2 separate regions of the Salvelinus alpinus genome follow, and region 2 is linked to region 1. Evidence: chromatin contacts called from public Hi-C data. All regions are on one chromosome and are shown on one strand. The core of a region is the stretch at or near the end of the contact, and the rest is flanking DNA. Distances in the headings are between cores, read along the strand shown.

What was found. Hi-C and Micro-C count contacts between places; a contact is called where the count stands out from the background.
Region 2: a contact with region 1 is called in a Hi-C map of red muscle, with 8 times the contacts expected there. The contact joins the promoter of LOC139572365 here to the promoter of LOC139573409 in region 1. A contact is called at or near these places in 2 of 3 Hi-C or Micro-C datasets (muscle and red muscle).

Annotation. Positions count from the first base shown.
Region 1 is chr4:35,199,645-35,205,263 of SLU_Salpinus.1, forward strand. It overlaps LOC139573409 (zinc finger protein 436-like), which reads left to right and starts at 2,349. Exons shown (of 4, transcript XM_071396816.1): 1 at 2,349-2,589. LOC139573406 (zinc finger protein 436-like) reads left to right here. Exons shown (of 4, transcript XM_071396811.1): 4 at 1-867. The coding sequence ends at 721.
Region 2 is chr4:35,627,660-35,633,449 of SLU_Salpinus.1, forward strand. It overlaps LOC139572365 (probable ATP-dependent RNA helicase ddx6), which reads right to left and starts at 3,366. Exons shown (of 13, transcript XM_071395095.1): 1 at 3,250-3,366; 2 at 566-1,635; 3 at 370-474; 4 at 122-251. The coding sequence starts at 805.

The DNA of each region.
Region 1 (5,619 bases), core at 1,099-3,598:
TTTTGCCCGGATGGGGCGCCTCCAAGTTCACATGACTATTCACTCTGGCGAGAAGTCTTTCTCCTGCTCCAAATGTGACAAGCGGTTTGCATACAAGGACTGTCTGAAGCTTCACCTGCGCACACACTCAGGGGAGAGACCTTTCAAATGTACTGTGTGTGGTAAAGACTTTGCTTACAGAAATTATCTGAAGTTGCATCTGAAGATCCACAGCAATGAAAGAAACTACCATTGTGGGGTTTGTGGGCTGAAGTTCATAAACAGTGCTGCGTTGAAAACCCACCAGCGCACACACACTGGGGAGAGGCCTTTCCATTGCACAGTGTGTGACAAGACATTTTTCCGACATGAACACCTGAAGAACCACCAGCGCACTCACACGGGTGAGAAACCATACACCTGTACCGGGTGCGGTAAAAGCTTCACTCAGTCTGGAGATCTGACCAAACACAAGCGCATCCACACTGGGGAGAGGCCATTTGAATGTTCTGAATGCCACCGACGGTTTATCTGTTCTGCTGATCTGACCAGACACATGAGGATCCACAATAACTCACGGCCATATCCCTGCCAGGAGTGTGACAAGAGATTCCGCTTGGCCAACCACCTTAAAATTCACATGAGGACCCACACTGGGGAGAGACCATACTCCTGCCCCCGCTGCCATCGCACCTTCGCTCGCACCCACCACCTCTCTGGTCACCTCCCTAGATGTCGCTGAATGATGAAATTAGAATGTATATAAATAGTCTTTTACTCTTGTTGTAGTGATTTAATAAGGGAACATTGATGTACAGAAGATGGTTTTGTGCCTGACTCTGTTGTGGTAATGCCAATAAAGGCCGCTATAGTCTGTGAGAGATGGCACGCCTGTTGTGTAGTTCTGGTGTTTTTTGTGTATGCAAACTTGTTGATTGAGTTTGAGGCGTGCGTAGCCAATAAGAGTCATATCACAAACATTTCAGTCTCCCAGTATACATTGGCCTGCACTGGCTGGTTTTGATATTGCAGCATGACTGACTCTGCATATTACGATATGCATGCTATTGAAGTGGATTGATTTAAGCTCTTAAAGGCTCTGCATGGTAAATCTGCCACCTGCTGTGGCCGTATAGCACTTACTGAGATGCAGCCGCCACAGTAGCCAGAACAATGTTTATACAGGACCTCCCGCCCCCACTTACCGCCAACCAATCATGTCAATGCTGAGCTATACAGTGCCCTCTGCATTGTTACAAAATGTGAAAGGCGCACAGCGATGTGGTACGGAGCTTGATTTGGCCTCTGCATGCCTCCGGAGGCTTCGTAATTGTGTCACACCTTCCATACAACGCCTCCGACCACATTTGTAGATCAAGCATAAATTGGCTTTCAGGCTACAATATCATTCCCACATTTTGATAGTCACATTGTGGACCTAGGGACATTCTCAATTAGCTTACCTAAAGCTCTTTCGTCATCTCCTCGCCTCTTTTTGAAAAAGGTCAAAGGTAATCAAAGAGGAGGAGAGGAAATGTGGAAACAAATGCACATGTATGAAGACTCCTTCACGTGCAAATTAAATGTTTAAAGTAGTAAAACGTCATTTAGTTTCATAAATAAAAGGATAAGTAGCATGTCGTTTTTAAATACGTGCCTGCTTTTCTCTGTCAAGAACAATTGGGGTGTAGCGGATCTCCAAACCCTCCCACAAAAGACTCCGGTAGGATAATCTTGTGCTTCCTTGACATGAGGATGCGAGGACACTCCTCAGTTCTACTAACATATTGACACTCGACCACTTATCGGTTTCTGGGTCACGGAGGATTCGAGGAGAGGACAGAGGATTCGAGGAGAGGACAGCCTTTTTCCCAAATGAGAACATCCCCTAATCTCTGAAATCCCAGACCTAGGGCAACAAGGCTGTGGGTTGTAGGTCTTGTAGTTGAAGAAGGTGACACAATGTGCCATCAGTGCAATAGACTAAAATAAAAAAAAGTATATATATTGGTGTGCCAGTTAAAGGGTTATTAATGATGCAAGGTGATCAGTCAGTCTCGACTTGCCTTTAAAGTCGGCTGCAATATCGAACGCGCTCATTTATAACTAACTCAAAATAGTTCATTTATGTCGTTTTCAATGAGGGGGTTCGATTAATCTTGCCCAGGCAAGCGTGTAGTCGTGTTTTGCACCTGCTGAAAGTAGATTGCATTCGATTTGGAACCGAGCTGCCTCGGCGTGAGACCACTGATTAACAAAAAGGAAGAGGAAGGCACAACTCGCAGAAACTCGGTCTCTCTCCAGTAGGTGGCGTTTGTTCATTGTTTCAACGAACAAGTAAGGAGTTTAGATGAGTGTAGAACCGGTGCCTCCCACTTCTCTTTCTATTCTGGTTAGAAACCGTTTGCGCTGTTCTGTGAAGGGAGTAGCACACAGCGTTGTACGAGATCTTCAGTTTCTTGGCAATTTCTCGCATGGAATAGCCTTCATTTCTCAGAACAAGAATAGACTGACGAATTTCAGTGGAAAGTTATTTGTTTCTGGCCATTTTGAGTCTGTAATCGAACCCACAATTGCTGATGCGCCAGATACTCAACTAGTCTAAAGAAGGTCAGTTGTATTGCTTCTTTAATCAAAACAACAGTTTTCAGCTGTGCTAACATAATTGCAAAAGGGTTTTCTAATGATCAATTAGCCTTTTAAAATGAGAAACTTGGATTAGCTAACACAACATGCCATTGGAACACAGGAGTGGTGGATGCTGATAATGGGCCTCTGTACACCTATGTAGATATTCCATTAAAAATCAGCCGTTTCCAGCTACAATAGTCATTTACAACATTAACAATGTATACACTGTATTTCAGATCAATTTGATGTTATTTTAATGGACAAAAAAAATAAAATTCTTTCAAAAACAAGGACATTTCGAAGTGACCCCAAACTTTTGAACGGTAGAGTATATTTAACAGATGTTATTGCGGGTGTAGCGAAATGCTTGTGTTCCGAGCTCCAACAGTGAATTAATATCTAACAATTCACAACAATGCACAAATCTAAAAGTAAAAGAATGGAATTAAGAAATATATAAATATTAGCACGAGCAATGTCGGAGTGGCATTAACTAAAATACAGTAGAATAGAATACAGTATATACATATGAGATGAGTAAAGCAGTATGTAAACATTATTAAGGTGACAAGTGTTACATTATTAAGGTGACAAGTGTTCCATTATTAAAGTGGCCAGTGATTCCATGTCTATGTATTTAGGGCAGCAGCCTCTAAGGTGCAGTGTTGAGTAGTCGGGTGGTAGCCGGCTAGTGATGGCTATTTAACAGTCTGCATAGAGATGCTTGGGAATATGGTCTATGGGGTATATCTGACCTCCATCATCTAGGACATGACAATGGTTAATCAAATCTCCCCATTTCTGAAAAAAAAAAGAGACAGTTTTGCAGGCCTTCTCATACAGCTGTAACTGAATATCAAGACCTTTCTTGAGTTGGGTTCTGGAATGGTGCAACTGTTGAGAATCTGAGTCTATGGTTGTTGTGGGGGAAAGGGGTTGAGTGTGTATGCGTGTGTGTATCCCACAACTGTTGCGAGGGAGTAAAAGATGTTAGGGACAATATAGGAAGATTCACAATAGTTGTTTGCTAATATAATAATTGCTTGCCATAATGTAATTTTGGTAATGGCGAGACTGGTGAGAGGTAAAAATCCTTTGCATAAATTGCCTACATTACTACAAACATTAACAGCTAATTATATATAATATAAATCGAGGTGAGGGCGATGGAAATGCATTTGGCGGTTGATCTGCTTCTGTTCTGTGGGTGGCACTGTGTGCTCTTTTCGAAGGATGGGTCCCGGTTTCTCCGGGGCTATGTGATCCGGAGGGTCGAGGGTGGTCTGCCGGGCATTGGGATGACAACCCAACTCAGGATGAGGGATTTTAGCGGGTGGAATAGGGGGGACCAATTGGAGGTTTACTTAGTAGCAATGCAAATATCATGGTACACCTATATAGACACTCAATCATCATGTTTCGTTTGCAAACATATATTTTGATTAATAGAATTTAAACGTGTGTCTTATTATGGTAAGTGGTGAAATAAGTACAGCCAGTTATAATTGCAATGGCTTAGCAGATAATAAGAAAAGATGATCAGAATTTACCTGGCTAAAAGAGAAGGAATATAGTATCTATTGTTTACAGGAAACTCATTCAACAATTTTAGATGAAGTATTGTGGAAAAAGGACCGGGGGGGTGAAATATATTTCTCCCATGGGCAAAGAAATTCAAAAGGGTTGATGATATTAACTAACAGTAATTTTGATCCAAATGTGCAAATTGTCCAAACAGATCATCAAGGAAGATGGATTATTTTGAATATGTTATTGGACAATAAACAGATATGACTTATTAACCTATACGGTACAAATAATGATGATCTAAGCTTCTTTGAAAATATAAGAATTTATCACTCTACAAGCAACACTAGACTCTATTGTTATGGTGGGGGATTTTAATAAGGTTTTAAATACCTCTATGGACCGTAAAGGAAATCACACTATCACCCTCAGGCACTTAAGGAAATCATGAATGTCATGGATATGTTGGAATTAGTGGATATACAGAGGCTTAAATACCCTGACCTAGTGAGTTATACATGGAGGAGGCTTAATCAAGCTAGTCATCTTGATTACTTTCTTATGTCATTCTCTCTGGCACCAAAAGTTTAAAAAGTGTTCATGGGGACAGAATGCGGTCAGATCATCACTTAATTGGCATACATACTACACTTACAGAATTTCCACGTGGGCGAGGATATTGGAAATGTAATCAAAGCCTACTAGATGATAACTTGTTTATAACTAGGACATAAAAATGTATAACTAACTGTTTCCGACATAAAATAGAGTTAAAGTCGGAGTTTACATACATACATCGGTTGGGACATCTACTTTGTGCATGACACAAATAATTTTTCCAACAATTGTTTACAGACAGATTATTTCACTTATAACTCACTGTATCACAATTCCAGTGGGTCAAAAGTTTACATACACTAAGTTGACTGTGCCTTTAAACAGCTTGAAAAATTCCAGAAAATTATGTTATGGCTTTAGAAGCTTCTGATAGGCTAATTGACATCCTTTGAGTCAATTGGAGGTGTACCTGTAGATGTATGATGTATTTCAAGGTCTACCTTCAAACTCAGTGCCTCTTTGCTTGACATCATGGGAAAATCAAAACAAATCAGCCAAGACATCGGAAAAAAATTGTAGACCTCCACAAGTCTGGGTCATCCTTGGGAGCAATTTCCAAACACCTGAAGGTACCACATTCATCTGTTCAAACAATAGTATGCAAGTATAAACACCATGGGACCACGCAGCCGTCATACCGCTCAGGAAGGAGACGCATTCTGTCTCCTAGAGATGAACGTGCTTTGGTGCGAAAAGTGCAAATCAATCGCCGAACTACAGCAAAGGACCTTGTAAAGATGCTGGAGGAAACAGGTACAAAAGTATCTATATCCACAGTAAAACGAGTCCTATATCGACATAACCTGAAAGGCCGCTCAGCAAGGAAGAAGCCACTGCTCCAAAACCGCCATAAAAAAGCCAGAC
Region 2 (5,790 bases), core at 2,116-4,615, 430 kb after region 1:
ATAAAACATTAAACTCAGATTTCACAGACGGACTTCGTACCAAAATTGATTTAAACAAGCAAATGAGATTACATGGATTGATGTTGAAAGGGTATTGAATAGCAGCTGGTGCAGTTCTCACCCTGTATGTGGTCCTTCTTCAGGTCTATCCTCTCCAGGAGAGGAATGAGGTAGGCTCCGCTTTTCCCGGTGCCGTTCTTAGCCCGGGCCAGGATGTCCCTTCCTGACAGAGCAATGGGGATGCTCTCCTCCTGGGGACAGAGACACACAGGGTGGTGAGAGAGACAGTTCCACAAACATCCGCAAACACTAACACACATTCAACAAAATTCCAAAAAAGTAATGGACAGAGCAGCAGAGGGAAGTCACCTGTACAGGAGATGGTTTCTCCCAGCCCATCTCAAAGATCCCCATCAGTAGCTCCCGCTTCAGGCAGTAGTCTTCAAACTCATTCCCCTTGGTCGATGTCACATCCTGGGGAAAGAGTAGATGTCAAGGTTGAAGCTAGGGTCATTATTGATTGATGGACTTGCTTTATTAAACTGAATGTGTCACTAGGACTTACTGATGTTCTAAATCTGCAGTCTTTCTGTGGAAGCTGCAGGCACTTCTTCCAGTCATCGCCAAAACGGATGCCCCCACTGCCCTGGGGAATGTTACCTCCCTTCTGGTGGGCATCTGGTTGTGGGGCAGTTGCCAGGGATCCTGATGTTAGTCCAACTGGCTTGAGTGGTCCTCTAAACTGCCCGTTGGGCTTGTTCAGTCCCATTATGGATGTTGGGTTCTCCGTTCTTGCTGTAGACATGGCTTAGAGAGCTTTTCCTTCACAGTTTGTCAATTCCTTAGTCACTCACAGTGTAAAGCTAAACTTTTTTCCCCCTATCCAATGTTTCCTTAGATCTTGTTTTTCCACTCGTGGAACTAATGTCCTTGTGTTATTTAGTTCACAAAAAAAATAAAACCTTGTTTTCAGAATTTCTAATTTAAAGAATTTATGTATACACTTATACGTACAGCCCTCTTGAAAAGAAGAGTCTGGAGTATGAAAATTGTATATTTACAAGACGACGCTCCCGAAAAAGGGAGAAATTAGCATTTATATGAATAAATAGATCATATATCCGCTCAAAAAAACAAACCTTTGTGAAAGTGTTTCAGAATTCAAACATTAAAGTAAATTATCCTGAAGCAGTCTTATTCCTGGTGAAAATAGCTTTTTCTGAAGTCTCTTTTCCGTGTACAACAACCTGTAAAGTTTTTAATATCGTTTCTATGGTCAAAGACCTTTTCACCGTTTTTCCTGGACTGAAGTGGTCGTACGTTTCTTTGTTAGTCTCAAGTGCTTTTACATTCAAACAGACCTGTACTGTCCTCTGATTCACATGGACTATTCCAATGTTTTTCTGAGTCTTTCAACTTGGTGTTTTTTTGGTGTGTTATGAAGCAAAAAAATCGTGCTCTTGTCAACCACAAAAAAAATTACTTGCACAAAACACTGAGGGAAATAGTTCCAACCCTTTGTGCTGTTCACTTTGACAGTAACAATGTGTGTTCTGCTGTTGTGCTCTTCTTTTGCTGTGGTAGATGTGGAGCTGACACACTCCTCAGTCACATTTGCATTCAACTCCTGGTTACCTGCACGAAAGCAACAATACATCATAAGGACAAATGCATCACAAATGAAAACTTGTGCCTGTGCCGCTATTGAGTGTAGCTAATACTAAAAGGAAATTGAGATTGGTTTCAATAATTTAAACATGTAAATTAATCTAAATTTCTAAACAAAACAACCACTAACCAGGACTGCACTTGAAATGATAGAATGTGTTTATTTCCAGAACGTGAGCTAATCGAGTCTAACGTTACACTTGAGCATTTTAATTTTAACGTGTAACTAGCGAACTGGACATATTAGCAAGGTGTTTAGCTAGCTAGTTAGGTTACGTGTTAAAAATTGTCGATGTAAGAGTAGTTAGCAGTTAGCTAACGTTAGTTACCAAGTGCAGTGGTCTGGGGCAAAAGCAAAGCAGAAAAACTGTTTTAAAAAGATCCCAAAAAATAAGTTACGAGTACACGTTAACTACGCACAAGTTGGCTGTGCTAAAACACTACGATAGTTAGCTAGGACTGAGTTCAACAAAATAGTTTAGTTAACGTTAGCGCTGAGTTGGTGATCAGTGTACTCATGAGACAATTAACAAATTGATAGCCGTATGAGCAACCAACAGACCCACAATTGGTTTACCAGCTAACGTTAGATGGCTAACTAATGATTGGTTGTGTGACCACAGTAACGGTATGCAAACTTTACTTGGATAATTATCTACATAGTGGCATTAAATGCCCGGTAAAGTAGATTAGCTAAGCTAACGTAGCTAGCTAGAGTTGTGTTAGTCAACTAACGTTAGCTAGCTAGCTGTGACAACGTGTTAATCGAAGTTTTTGGGCTGAGATAGTTTGACTGACAACTAGGAGGCTAGCAGTACCTTCACGACACATGTTCGAGCTGAGGCTAACGACTTAGATACAGTCGACAGATTTTAGAAAGTTAAATATGAAATAACTAGCTAGCACGTTTGCTTAGCAAACATTGCTGGTTAACTAGCTATGGTAACTAACGTTTAGCGTAGGCTGACTGGTCGACTCTCCTTCAAACATAACATTACTAGCAAAGGCAGCCGAGTAGCGCCCATGCACTATCAGCTACTTCAAACAAATATAACACGTTACCTTAATGTTCATCGAACGTCTTCTCTCGTTAACTTAATTAAAGCAATTTTCCCAAGTATTATGAAACTGTTTGTGTTTCGTGAAACCCACCGACTTGTCTCTCTATTGTCTCTTCTTTAAAAAAACGACAATTCAACATGGCCGCGCGCTCGCCTTTAGCTGGTTGTCTCTTTCGCTTTCCTACTGGGTCGTCATTAGTTACCACAGCCACAAAGTCATAAACCCCGCCCATTTATCTTCTTAAAATATGATTTTAACCTGATAACTGTATGCCTAGTCTTAAAAGGCAAATTTGTTATTTTTATGCATTTTTACGATATAACCCATTTTGACTTTGTGGCTGTGGTAACTAATGGAACCCTTCGTTCGTCTGGCTGCGCAGGTACATGAACTACCCAATCAGCGTGTCCTGTTTCGAACTCAAATGGTTTAGAGATATCTAGGTTCTTGGGACGTACTTAACGTAAAAAGTTTGCTTGCTTCCCGGGCGAAACAGTTCGGTAGAGTTCGTGCACATACCTATGTCGACATTTTGTGAGGTTTTTGTTAGTTTTGGACTTCGGTGAGGGTTTTTTCCGCTGTTCGGGCACACGACATTTTTTTCTGGAGGCAAGCCGAAGTTCGGAGCCGATGTCTACGCCCCTTCGTCGGTGATTGGTCAACAGTAGGGATTCTTCAATATAGTCTTTGTTGTTATTCAACCAGAGACGAGTCCTTTTATTGCACATTTTTTCATTGAGAAATACTGCACAAAAAAAACTTAGTTAGATGTACAATTGCGCAACTAAGATTTATTCGGTAAAAACGTCAACATTAATGACAGATTTCTTGTGATATCTTCGATTAGTTCTGACTATTTTGAGGAAGTGTAACTGGCTACGGCGTCGCAAAATGGACAAACAGTACTATTGCCATTTTTTTCACCTCGTTTTTCAAGCGAATGTCTTTTAAGGGAGTATGCTAGCACACTCGGTTCGGCTAGTCGCCAACAGAACTGAAGCATGCTTACGCATTTAACGCCTTTCCTAAACATTTTACATTTCAATTTAGGGACGTCCAAGGATTCTGCATAGTACAGACCATTCAATTAATGAAGTTAGGTAATGCGAACACATATCACACTCAATGCAAGTAAAATGTAATTTAAAAAACAAACATCACAAGTGTAGGGTCATAACAAGGTGAAAGAGTCCAAGCTTCTTCTGATAGGTGGCTGTTTTCATCAGGCCTGCGGCAGCCTTGTGTTCTCGGGAAACCAGTGGTATTCTCAGAACCTCAGATACCCAGGTGGGGCCCAGACAGGAGGAGTATGTATGAACTTAGGCGGTTTCCGCCTTCTGATAATGTCTGAATGGCACAACACTCAAAGCATGTGTTAATACACACACAGACTTACAGTTTATCATAACACAATTTATTAACCCTTTAAAAGTTATGAGGCCTTGGTTTAACCCTCTTCAGTGAGTAACTTCATAAAAGAGGGGAATAGTTAAGTACCTGTTGTCTTCCTCAGTTTTTTTATTTTTATTTAACCAGGTAGGCCAGTCGAGAACAAGTTCTCATCTACAACTGCGACCTGGCCAAGATAAAGCAAATACTCCTTGGCCATACCAAGGAATACTTGGTATGGCCCCTCCCAACGGGGCTGCATTCCACCTATTCTCCTCATGGAATGGATTGCATGAATCACCTTCTCCTGTAATTCACCTGTAGTGCATAAAATCTTGGACATACAGGTTTGGTTAACAAACAATTTCTCATTTATTCTCTCTGATTATATCTTCTTCTTTGCCTACTTGTTCAGGTCCCTAACTCTGTCATTCTATTTGTTCTATCTGATTAGCTAGAATGTCCTCCATTATTATCCTAGTAAACCAACTCTAGGGATATTTAACTAATAGGCCACACCACTAAGTGCGCTATTCCATCCCCCTTTTGATACTTGTATCAATACTGGCGCAAATCTAACAATTCTCTGTTCCTGCCCTGTTGGCTTAAAATATGTTCTATTTACTTAACATGAGTGTACCTTTAAAAATAAAATGTTTTATGTATCCTAACTGATTTTCATTGTGTTCCCAGGCCCATATGCTTAAAATCAGCTTAAAATGTCCAGTGGCGCCCTCTTGTGGACAATCCCGGGTGGGGGGTAGGGGACCGCATAGAGGATGCACCCAACCCGGGCATGGACCTCCATCACTCCCCCCCTGAAACCATTATACCCATTCCACAGCCAAGCATAGTGCAATGAACAGAGAAGTGGGCACTTCAAACATAAGTTGACCAATGGCGCCCTCAAGTGACCTTTCATCCTCCACCAATATCCATAATATTAATTTCACCGCCTTGTTGTATCAAATTACCTTAATCTCAGACGCCAATGACCTTAGATTCTCCATCCAAATGGCTTTCCAATGTGGCTGATCAGACCACAATGGAAAGTTATGATAGAAGTCATAAGTCATACCACCACTTCAAAGAAGTGTTCCTTACTATATTAGACAAAATAAAGAACCCAAACCGGTCAGGGAACCAATCCATTTGAGTACCGTTATGGTGTATTCTACTTTATGACACAGTTTTACGTTAGTACTCAATGTTATCACAACGTTAGTTAACAACCAAACCTTTAAGTCTATCGCAAGCTTTCCAACTTTCTCTACTCCAACTTTCTCTACTCCAACTTTCTCTACTCCAACTTTTTTTTAAACACCATGTACCTCGCTAAATTTATAACGTATGTCAGTCAATCCATAAGAATAATATCATTTCGATGGGCACAACTCTATCGTCATTTTCTCTTCGTTATTATTTAGAATTCATTAGATTTAGGTAACTGTCTCTCCTATGATTCAGTATTTTAAATACGACTTCATTCCTAATACGTTGTTCCAGCGGACCATTTAGGCAAGACAACGCATTCCATCGAAATCGCCTCGCTATCATTTAGAATGGATTAGTCTTTCAATTTAACCTAAACAAGCTATTAAAACGTTCAGTTTATATCCTAAACAAACACTAACTAACCGTATCTCTCCCTCTTGTTTCCACTCGGAACTG